3 separate regions of the Macaca mulatta genome follow, and all the other regions are linked to region 3. The links are chromatin contacts, called in public Hi-C maps. All regions are on one chromosome and are shown on one strand. The core of a region is the stretch at or near the end of the contact, and the rest is flanking DNA. Distances in the headings are between cores, read along the strand shown.

What was found. A called contact is a pair of places that touch in the nucleus more often than the background predicts.
Region 1: a contact with region 3 is called in a Hi-C map of fetal cortical plate, with 2.2 times the contacts expected there. The contact joins the promoter of RETSAT here to the promoter of MAT2A in region 3. A contact is called at or near these places in 3 of 14 Hi-C or Micro-C datasets (fetal cortical plate and liver).
Region 2: a contact with region 3 is called in a Hi-C map of liver, with 4 times the contacts expected there. The contact joins the promoter of ELMOD3 here to the promoter of MAT2A in region 3. A contact is called at or near these places in 2 of 14 Hi-C or Micro-C datasets (fetal cortex germinal zone and liver).

Annotation. Positions count from the first base shown.
Region 1 is chr13:39,046,990-39,050,530 of T2T-MMU8v2.0, forward strand. It overlaps RETSAT (retinol saturase), which reads left to right and starts at 2,017. Exons shown (of 11, transcript NM_001257563.1): 1 at 2,017-2,328. The coding sequence starts at 2,157. All of the region lies in intron 2 of ELMOD3 (ELMO domain containing 3), which reads right to left.
Region 2 is chr13:39,071,139-39,075,209 of T2T-MMU8v2.0, forward strand. It overlaps ELMOD3 (ELMO domain containing 3), which reads right to left and starts at 2,324. Exons shown (of 12, transcript XM_077959121.1): 1 at 2,221-2,324; 2 at 1,489-1,519. TGOLN2 (trans-golgi network protein 2) reads left to right here and starts at 2,390. Exons shown (of 4, transcript XM_002799323.4): 1 at 2,390-2,462; 2 at 2,694-3,811. The coding sequence starts at 2,417.
Region 3 is chr13:38,857,209-38,861,064 of T2T-MMU8v2.0, forward strand. MAT2A (methionine adenosyltransferase 2A) reads right to left here and starts at 1,602. Exons shown (of 9, transcript NM_001195289.1): 1 at 1,421-1,602. The coding sequence starts at 1,511.

The sequences.
Region 1 (3,541 bases), core at 767-3,266, 190 kb after region 3:
TTGACAAAATTTAAGCAGCTGTGAATTTATTCTGAATGAACAAGTTGCCTCAGCCAAATGCTTCCCTCTTATTACCCATGCCACAGGATGGCAAAAAGGGGACCATGCAGGGGGTCTGTGGGCTGGATTCTGTGCTCAAAAGGCAGCAGCACCACTAGAAGGGATGGGGTCTGTTTCTGACAATGGAGTTACTGGGACCTGGGCCAGCTTATCAAAGGGGTTAGGCTAAAGGTGGCACCTTGGTGGGTCGTCTTAGCTGAAGTGCTCAGGCTTTGTTTAGGCCTCACCCACAGGTTGGGTCTGGGGCTTATAATACTAGACCTGGTTCCAATGATGGTAGAAATTCAAAATGCCACACAATGTTCTAACCTTTCTCAGTTATCACCAATACTGTACACGTGGCTAGCCAGTTTGGGCAACTCTAAGTCTTTCATCTGACATTGCTTCCCTGAGGAAAAGGGCTGGACAAGGCTCATACCTCATCACGGGGGAATTGGACATCTGGGATGTCTGTCACATCAAAAATTGCATCCTAAGTGGGCAGACGGCCCACATACAACTGACAATCATAGTTCACAGGCTTGGGTGACTAAGGAAGGAGGGTAGCCTCTCTACCAGGTCAGCTCTCCACTGTGGTAATAATGATCAGGATTCCATAAGAACTGGCTGCTGGTGTCAGGATGCTTTGATTATTAACACTGAGAGGAAGAATTCCTCCTGGCTCTTGGGCTGGACATGTGGCTCATTATAATCCTGCGGGCAGGACAGTGCCCCCTCAGTCTTGGCAACTCAGGAACTGAACTGTTCTCACTGTGGCCTTTGGGGCCTCAACATCTGCCCCCCCTTTCCTTTTCCTCCACCATGGCCTCCATGACAGCCTATGCCAAAACACACATTGGCCAGCCTTGGCAAGATGACAGGCGGGTATGGTAATAGCAGTCTCAGGAAGGCTCTTCTGTTGCTGTGTAGAAAATGAACCAAGTAGCGTAGAATCGTGACCAGCTTTCCACACCTGGCTGGAGTACTGCTGGGGCCTTCAGTAGGGACAGTCACTGTCTGTATCAGAGAAGAAAAGAGCAACAACTGTCAAAAAAGGACGTACTCAAAGGCAAGTTCCTGATAGTTGGACCTAAGTTAACGGCCTTCCTATAAAAATGGATCCTTCTCAAATCAAGTATTCATTGTGCATCCACTTTAGGCAAGGAGGGGGTATGATTCTTCAACTGCTTGCTGGAGGTTAGACTCTCTGCATAGGAATTTAAATTGGACCGGTCCTTCGCTGATCCTTTCACCGTGCTCGTCCGTAGACAGCTCCCCATCCCCCAGGTTCCCCACGGATGGGGTGTCATTAGGGACTCGCCATAAAGGACTCCGTCCCAGACAGGCTCCCAGGACAAAACTATGGGCCATGTTGAGGGGCACAGAGCCACACGCTCACCGGCTGTGATGTGCAGAACAGAGATTTCAATTCAAGACACCCAGTCAGACAGGGGTTGTGTGCGGACTTTGGACAGAACTTTGGCATTGCCTGGAGGCATAAGAGGAGGAAAGCAATTTAACACCTCAGGGCAGCGAGTCCAGGGCAGAGCCAGGACCAGAACTCAAGACTCCTGTCTCCCAGTCGGGATTCTCTTTCAGTCTTACAACTCTAGGCCTTGTCTCGCCCTGCAGTGATCGTTTCAACCGGATCACATACTCCCTCCCTCCTCAGGCCGGCTGCTAGCTCCACAAAGGCACCAACCAGCTTATCAAAGGGGTTAGGGAGCTTTTCAAAGGGGTTAACCCCTTGGCAGGTGTTAACGCGTTCTCACCCTTAACACAGCTTTCCAAACTTGGGGGTCCCGCCGCCTCGGCTAGGCCTCATCTGCTCTTGCGCACAGGCCTCTTCCGTGCCGTCTCCCCCGGCCCCGAGAACTACATTTCCCAGTAGGCAATGGAAACTACGCAGGGCAAAAGAGTACGGAGAGCCGGGAGGGTCAATCGTCACCGGATTGTTGGCTTCTCGCTGGCCGGTTGGCTGGCTGGCTGGTAGGTAAATCAGTGCTCAGAGCTGCCTCCGCCTCCTGACTGGAGAGCAACTACCCCGGGCGGAGCCACAGTCCTAGAGGCTGAGCGCAGTCGGAGCTGTCCCATTTACCCGACCCGACGCCGGCGAGATGTGGCTTCCGCTGGTGCTGTTCCTGACCGTGCTGCTGCTGGCCGTCGTCTGCAAAGTTTACTTGGGACTGTTCTCTGGCAAATCCCCAAATCCTTTCTCTGAAGATGTCAAACGGCCACCAGCGCCCCTGGTAACTGACAAGGAGGCCAGGAAGAAGGTTCTCAAACAAGGTAGTAGGAGGGACCCTGGGATCCGGGGCTGCACTTCAGGCATTCTCACAGGTTTGGGTTCTCATTTTGCCAAGGCAGCCGCTACCAGACCCGGGCCTCAGTTTCCCCATATATAAAGTACTGGGAGGGCTTCCTTGCACGGGGAGGAGCCCTGCTTTAGTGTCCGACACTGTCTATAGCCTTTGCCCTAGCAGGCCCCGATAGCCTTCGCCCTAACAGGCCCCATAGCCTTCGCCCTAGCAGGCCCCGGGAATAGTAGTCCCAAGGGCGCGGTGATTGTCCTTGGTTTGCAAGGTCTTGGCACCCGCCCTGCCACTTGTTATCCCGGCAGCTCACGGAACTGATAAGAGACATTCCTCTACTTGGTTCCAGGACCTTAACTTTTTCACCTACCCTCCCATGAGAGCTCAGGGGTGTGGGGGACAACACAGGAATGTGTCCCAACTTGCATAGGAAATTGCATTTTGCCCGTCCGGTGATTTAACAGGCTTTGCATGGTCTCGAGTCATAAGGATTGAACCCTAGTTCTGAAACTTTGGCAGAGATTCAACAGGGTGCCTCAGGCTCAGAGCCTGCTCTCCACTCTCATCTTTAAAACATATTTTGTGGTTGCTTCTAGGGTTTAAAGAGTTCTGCTGCTTTAAAAAATAATGGATCACCTGTTTGATCTACAGAGTCCCTCTCACTTGTAAATTTTAGAATTCTGTGTCATATCTTGCTGCACAATCAGAGACAATACTGTTCTAAGTGGAAGGACTAATCATCTGGACTTCCGAGAACTGAGTTTTAGCTTGAACTGTCACTAATTTGCTGCATAACCATTAGCACCTACCTGGGCTGGTGTAAAAATGAGATGACTAGCTTAACTGTTTTTCAAACCGTGTTGTGATCTATTAGGGGGCTATGAAATCAATTTAGTGAGTTGCAACTGGCATTATTTATTGATTTATTGAAACAGAGTCTCTCTGTTGCCCATGCTAGGGTGCCGTGGTGCGATCTCTGCTCACTGCAACTTCCGCTTCCTGGGTTCAAGTGATTATCATGCCTCAGCCTCCCGAGAGGTGTGCGTGCCCAGCTAATTTTTGTATTTTTAGTAGAGACAAGGTTTCAACATGTTGTCTAGGCTCTTGAACTCCTGGCCTCAAGCGATCCGCCCACCTTGGCCTCCCAAAGTGTTGGGATTACAGGCGTGAACCATCGTGCTGGGCCACAA
Region 2 (4,071 bases), core at 1,074-3,573, 210 kb after region 3:
CTGGGATATCTATCACCTCAAATATTTATCTATTCTTTGTATCGGGAACATTACAATTCTTCTCTTTTGAAATATACGATGTTATTGTTAACCATAATTTTCCTACTGTATTGACTACAGAACACTTACTCTTTTTATGTATCTGTATTTTTGTACCCATTAACCAACTTCTCTTCATCTTCCCTCTCCTCATCCCCTCCCAGCCTCTGGTAGCCACCTCTACTTTCATGAGATCCACTAGTCTCAGCTACTTGGAAGGCTGAGGTGGGGGATCACTAGAGCCCAGGAGATGGAGATTGCAGTGAGCTGAAGTCGTGCCACTGCACTCAAGCCTGGGTGACACAGTAAGACTGTCTCAAAAAAAAAAAAAAAAAAAGAGATGGGGTCTTGCCATGTTGCCCAGTCTGGTCTGGAACTTCTGGGCTCACACCATCCTCCCGCCTCAGCCTCCCAAAGTGCTGGGATTACAAGAGTATCTATCTCTTTGACATACTTATTTCCTTTCTTTTGGATACATACCCAGCAGTGGGAATACTGGATCATATGGCAGTTCTATTTTTAGTTTCTGAGAAACTCTGTGCTGTTTTCCTTTATTTTTTTATAGAGATAGAGTCTTGCTACATTGCCCAGGCTGATTTCGAACTCCTGGGCTCAAGTCATCTGCCTGCCTCAGCCTCCCAAGGTGCTGGGACTACAGGTGTGAGCCTGCATGCCCTGCCAATACTATTTTCCATAATGGCTGTACTAATCTACATTCCCACCAACAGGATATGAGCATTCCCTTTTCTTCTCATCCTTGTCAACATTATGTATTTTTTTTTTCTTTTGATAACAGCCATTCTAACTGGGCTAAGATGATCTCTCATTGTGGTCTGGATTTGCATTTCCCTGACGATTAGTGATAGCATCTTTTCACGTACCATTTCTATGTTGGCCATTTGTATGTCATCTTTTGAGATACGTCTATTCAGCAGGTCTTTTGCCCATTTTTTTTTTCTTTTTTTGGGATGGTTGCCTAGGCTGGAACGCAGTGATAAGATTTTGGCTCACTCACTGCAATCTCCGCCTCCCAGGCTCAAATAATCCTCCTATCCTCAGCCTTCTGAGTAGCTGGGATTAGATGCACAGGCCACCATGCCCGGCTAATTTTTTGTATTTTTGGTAGACACAGGGTTTCATCATGTTGCCCTGGCTGGTGCCCATTTTTTAATTATATTTTTTTCCTTGAGTTTCTTATATATTCTAGTTATTAATCCCTTGTCGGATGGATAGCTTGCGAATAGTTCTCCCATTATGTAGGTTGTTTCTTCACTGTTTCCTTTGCTGTGCAGAAGCTTTTTAACTTGATGTAATTTCATTTAAGACCTATCATTTCTTAAATCACTGTCTCCTAAGCACCAAGCCTGGCAATCGTTCATAAAGTGATTTCAAACATTTAATGTATAAACATAACAGTAACTGTAAACGGTGGGATACAAAACCATTTACCTGATTATCCCAATATGCGGAGAAAATAAATCTGCATAGAAAAGAGAAATACACTAATTAAGAAGGGAAAGTGTCCTTTTTTTTTTTTTTTTTACAAAACTAAATGGAAACATAATAAACTAATGTAAGCGGTAACCTGTGGAGGAGTAGGAAGACTCTTCTAAGAAAGGTCTATTTACTTTAAAATCTGGTTATCATTTCTGAAACATTATACCGTACTATCTATTCAAAAAACATTAAATGTTTAGAGGGCAGACAATACACTAAAACATTAATAGTGATTATCCCGGAAGGGTGGCAGTCAGGTTTTGTTTTCTGCTTCTGTACTTTTACGACCAGAAAAAGGCTGCACTTTTTGGAAAACATGTTTGGCGACCTCGGAGAACACAGTCTCTGTGGAGGCGGGAAGGAGGAGGGCCGGGATGCGAAGGCAACGCTTTGTAGGTGATCGGATGGATTTGTTCCCACATGGGAGAGACCAGAGCACCGCATGTTTGTATACTACCAAGAGGGAAACACGAAAAAAGCAGAGCATAGAAACGCAAGCACAGGATGGTGGTGGCCAAGAGGCGCCTGCCCCTAGCGACCTCACTTCCGCGGCCAGTGCGAGAGGCCAGGGAGCTCCAGCTCTGCCTGTAACGTCTCGGAAGTACGCAGCGGAGAGGACGAAAAACGGAGGGCCAGTCTGTTGCGGCTGTGGTAGAGACGAGAAACCAGGAAGAAAAGGCTCACCTTCCACTCAGCGACCGTAACCACCGCAGCTGAAGGCGAGCGTAGACATCAGCAGCAGCGGCCCCCGCAAATCTCGCCCTTTGTCTTGGCGGAAGCCGGAGACGGAAAGACGCGCGCAGCAGGGGCGGGACTGGAGAGGGGCCCCGCGCGCGGATCTCGCGAGAGCGTTAGAGGGCGGAAGCGCTATTCGAGCAGGATGAGGTTCGTGGTTGCGTTAGTCCTCCTGAGCGTCGCAGCGGCTGGTAAGACCCTCTATCCAGCATCCCACTCTTGCCCCCAGATCCCCCATTCTCACCTGGGCAGGTAACTTCTAGGCTCGCTTCTTCCCTGCCCGACCCACCTCTCCGCTCGCCATCATCTCCCGCCCCACCCCCCAATCCCTGTTTCCCCGCTGCTCCCAATATCTTCCAGCTCTGAGGAGTTCCTTCTTCCGGCCTGCCCTTCTCTGGTGCTAAGTCGTTTTTCTATTTTAGGAGCCGCGCCGCTCTCGGACACCGCAAGTGTCAAGAAAGAAGAAGCTGGAGTTCGGCCTTCTACAGAAAACGTCTCTACTTACCCCACCTTGAGCCAACGGCCTGGAGGCTCTACCAAGTCGGATCCGGAGCCGCACACTTCAGTAGACAGCCCTAGCAGGTCGGATCCAGAGCCGCAGACTTCAAAAGACAGCCCTCGCAAGTCGGGTGCGGAGGCGCAGACCCCAGAAGACAACCCCAACAAGTCGGGTGCGGAGGCAAAGACCCAAAAAGACAGCTCTAGCAAGTCAGGTTCGGAGGCTCAGATCACAAAAGACAGCTCCAGCAAGTCGGGTGCGGAGGCAAAGACCCAAAAAGACAGCCCTAGCAAGTCGGGTTCGGAGGCGCAGACCACGAAAGACAGCACTAGCAAATCGGGTGCGGAGGCGCCGACCACAAAAGACGTCCCTAATAAGTCGGGTGCCGACGGCTCTAGCAAGTCGGGTGCGGAGGATCAGATCCCAAAAGACGTCCCTAACAAGTCAGGTGCGGAGAAGCAGACTCCCAAAGACGCCGCTAACAAGTCCGGTGCAGAGGAGCAGGGCCCAATAGACGGGTCTAGCAAGTCAGATGCGGAGGAGCAGACCCCAAAAGACGGCCCTGGCAAGGTGGTTCCAGAGCAGCCTTCCAGGAAAGACCATTCCAAGCCCGTCTCCAACCCTTCTGATAACAAGGAGCTCCCCAAGGCTGACACAAACCAGTTAGCTGACAAAGGGAAGCTTTCTCCTCATGCTTTCAAAACCGAATCTGGGGAGGACACTGACCTCATTTCTTCCCCGCAGGAGGAAGGTAAGTCTTCAGAGCCTACTGAGGATGTGGAGCCCAAAGAGGCTGAAGATGATGATACAGGACCCGAGGAGGGCTCACCGCCCAAAGAAGAGAAAGAAAAGATGTCCGGTTCTGCCTCCAATGAAAACCGTGAAGGGACACTTTTGGATTCCAGGGGTAGCGAGAAGGATGACCATTATAGGGAGAGTTCTGGAAATGCCAGCGCGGAGAGCAGCCACTTCTTTGCATATCTGGTGACTGCAGCCATTCTTGTGGCAGTCCTCTATATCGCTCATCACAACAAGCGGAAGGTAGGTCTAGAGCGGCCTTCGGGAGGGGAGTGGGGTTTCCAGCACCCTGGAAGCTTGGGTTTGGGTGGGTATCCTATCACTGGATGCCCGTGAGCACTGGGGACTTTAAAACAAACTTCAGTTTTTTTCCTCGGGCCCCATTAGGCCTTTTTACTCTTGTTTTGTGAATCGTGTTTTCATCCTGTCATCTATTTACTTTGAGTGTCCTCTGCTACTGCATTAGGAGCCAAGTTAGGCCATTATTAGGATCTGACCTGACG
Region 3 (3,856 bases), core at 352-2,851:
AGTTTCCCTAATCTTAAGGAGCACCAATTATAATGAGCAACAAGAGAATTCAATTAAACAATTAAAGAAAAGGCATTTTGTGACTAAAATGGCAATTATCTGATTTTGTTATTAGGAGGCAGGAAACAAGAGCTCAACAGTGTAGAAAATCCTCAAACGTATTTTCTACAATTCTAGAAAATGCTCAAACGTATCCATGTCCAACTTCTCCCTGCTTTATCATCTACTGTTTAGGAGGAAGAAAAAAAAAAATCCCCCAATTCAAGTTCGTTTTTCTCAATTTTCTATAACCACCCAAAACAGAATCCAAACATAATGTGGAAGCCAGACTGCAGGCTTAAGACTTCAGTCTACTACTAACTGGGGTAACAGCTAACCTTCAGCACTCATCTAGATCCTGGGTTTGTCCTCTCAGATCACTAAGTTACTTAACGGGATTTCATCATGGGCACAGTAAACTGACCAGACCCTAAAGCCACCAGATAGCTACTGCGGTCATTCTAAGGGCAGAAACAGCCTAATTTAGTAGCCAAATAAACATCTTTACTAGCCGATGTGCTCAGGCTTAGATTTTCAGTTCCTGGAAATAGCGTTACTCCTCCTTCACGTGCCAATTGATCCCCATAATGGCGGTTAAGCGGACAAAGTCTGAAGTAAAACCCTGCCTAACGGCAGCACCGAAGAATTTAAAAGGGAACCCAAAGCAATGGCAGCTCCTAATTCATACTTCCCATCCTTTTCACAAGGGGTCCAAATAAGGACTGCCTTCTTCCACATGCGCTATATTTAGTCAGAGGCCATCACCTTGAAGGCAAGGCCATATCCGCCGAAGGGCATGTGCGTATTCTCCAGTGTGTGGTCAAGACCTAACCACTGAGGCAGTGGAGCCAGACGACGTCGCGAGGCATGGGCCCCCCACCCCTCAAACCGAGGGCCAGGAGGGCCGGGGAGGCCCACGGCTCCCCCTCGCCCAGATACCACATGCGGCAAACACGTGGTCGCCGCTGCAATGCGGGGCGCGCGCTCCCGCGGGCCGGACGCGAGCACGCGGGGCGGCTCGGGTCGCCCACTCCACGTTTGTCAGACGGCATGACCTGGAGGGGTTAACAGTGCCCTCCCTTCCCGGCTAGAACACGTTAGCGACCACAGCCCCCGCCCTTCTCGTTTTCTGGAACCTTCCGCATGCCGAGGCGCGCGACCGAATGGAAGGGGAGGAGTGGGAAGGGGAAAAGAGGAAAGGGAGGGGGAAGAGGAGCGGCGGCCACGCGCCAGGCCCTGGCGGCGCCAGGAGAAAAGCGCGCGGTCGCCGCTCTTCCCACCACCGGGCGGACGAGGACAACCCGCGCGGGACCCGCCGCCGGCCGGACATCGGCGCTGCCTTCCGCCCCGCCCCACGCTTCGCTTCAGGTCGTCCCCTCACCTGGGTGGCCTTCCCCCACCGACTCTGAGGTGAAGAGGAACGTGCCCTCCTCGATGAACGCCTCATGGAAGCCGTTGAGCTGTCCGTTCATGTTGGTGTCGGTGAGTGGAAGTGGCGTTGCGAAGGAGCAGCGGCGAGGCGGCAGCGGCTGCGAAATGCGCAAGCTGCGGACAGCGTCCTACTCGGAGCAGGCGGGCGGCGCGGAGCGAACGAAGCGGCGGGCGGCGCGGCCCGGTATTTATAGAGCACCGCCCGCGCGCGCCCGGCTCGGGCCCCGCCTCTCGGCGCCGCGCGCCAATGCACCACTTGCGCGGGGGTCGGGGGAGGAAGGGCAGCGCGCCCCGCGGAGCCCGGGCTGAACCACACTGCGCGGCCGCGGGAGGGACCGACGCAACCCGGCCCTCCAGAGACCGTTTAGTTATATTGAGCCGCTAGAGCTAGGGGAAAAATGCAGACGCGAGGAGACGGGGGGTTTTGCTCTTCCTTGTTTGATGTGGGAGAAAAAGCGACTGGGGCTTGCCGGACCCGCTCCCCTGTGCTGTGACATGGCACCTCCCTTCCGACCGTTGGCCGGGATAGCTTTCCCGGAGGTCGCGTCCCCCAGCGGAGGCGGCGGGAATCGCGGAGGTTTTGTGCTTCGGCTGGGGTCTTTCTGGCCGCCCCGCCTCTAGATGCCGGGTGGCAGGGAGCCGGTGGCGGTCGGCCATGTGAAGGTGGCCATCTTGGCTGGCCAGCGAGGGCTCCTCACGGTCTTCCTTCGGCGTCCCCGCCCGGCTTGCTGCCGGCCCCGGGAAATCTGAGGAGCGCCGGCCCACCTTCTAGTCATTTCCTGGTGAATGGCTCTGCTGAAGATGGCCAGAAAGCAGATTAATGAGGGTGCTGCCATCGATTTAAACAATCGCCCTCCTCCTCGCTCCCCTGCGCTCAACTTTCTGAGGGACCCTCGCCCCTCGCCCTTCGTGGACTTAAAGTGGAGGCAGCGCTCCAGCCTTTCTCCCCAGAGAGAAAGGAGGCCGCTCCCAAGGCCGTCCTTGCCCCGTGGCCTAACTGTGCCTTTGAAGGGGGAAAAAAAATCGATGTTTCAATCCTCTGTTCAGGAGAATATGGAACGAACATTTCTTTTTTGGTGGGTGGGGGCTATTAGTTCCCTTGAATGTGCTTAAGTACAACTCTCGACGGCGTGGAATGGGCTGTTTCATTAAGCTTTCACTTTAAAATGTCCACCTGCGTTTGTCCCAGTTTTGCCCAATAAAGGAATTATAGACAGGGAAAAAGAGCGAAACAAAAATTGAGCCAGCAAGGAGTAGGGAGTCCCGTTTGGAGGGAGCCCGCCTTGGGGGCGGGGGTCTCCGCAGCTTGTTCTGGGGCTGGGCCTCAGTGCAAGTCTGGTCAGGGGCTGGTGGCCCGGTGGCCAGGTGGCCCTGGGCGCAGCGCGTGACAAGAACGCCGGGTTTAATGAGGTTCTCAGAGAACGGCCTGCGCCTAGCATGGGATGCACTTTACGCTGGGGAGGTGAAGGAGACCCCTAGTAACAGTCTCCAGCTGCCTACTGCTGGAGGCAGTAGAACGAGGTGCATTCCCTAGAACAATCCTCTCCGCCGGTGAGGGAGGAAAGGTGGGATTTGCTAAAGGCTCAGCGGGAAACAAAGGAAGCACTTGAGCTGTGCTGGGAACACCGACAAAGAAGGTAAAGAAAGGGCTTATCACCATCCTCAGTGACCACATCCACGGTCGCTCAAAGCAGCCAGCAAGAAAAGGTTCGACCACAAAAGAGACAATAGATCATGATATTTTTATTCGTTGCTTTTTACTTTTCAAGCTAACCCTTCATGGGAAAGCAACTGTGTAAGACCATTAAATTTTTTTGTTTGTTATCTTTTTTTAAGCAGAATGCCAGTTAACTTACAATGAGCAATAAAATTGTCAACTGGAACAAAATGCGTGTGTAGGCTGGTCAGTGCATTATTTCCCAGCAGAAAAATCTATATGGGAAGCCAGAATATAATTAGAAGGTTATTTTATTAGGGAGTCAGAACAAGGGGTGTAAAGTCAATAAATCCTGATACCCCTGTGCTACCAACTCCACAGTGGGGCTAGGCCTGCCAAGGAGATGAGAACCAGCTGTACATAGTTGCTTACCTACTTCTCTCACTTGTGAATAGTGTGTAGGTGTAATACAGTAAGAGTAGGGGTTTGGAGTCAGACCTCTCTATGCCTCAGTATCCTCATTCTGTAAAATTGGAATATTAATAGTACATCATAGGATTGTTTCAAGGATTGAAATAGTGCAAGTAGAGTCTAGCACAGTATCTAGTACATAATTTGTTTTAATGTAAGCTGTAAAAATATTAGCTCTATTTCCTGTGATTTACTTTTCAGTGGCTTTCAATTGTTGTTAGGATACAGACTGAAATCTCTACGGACTCAAGGCCCCGG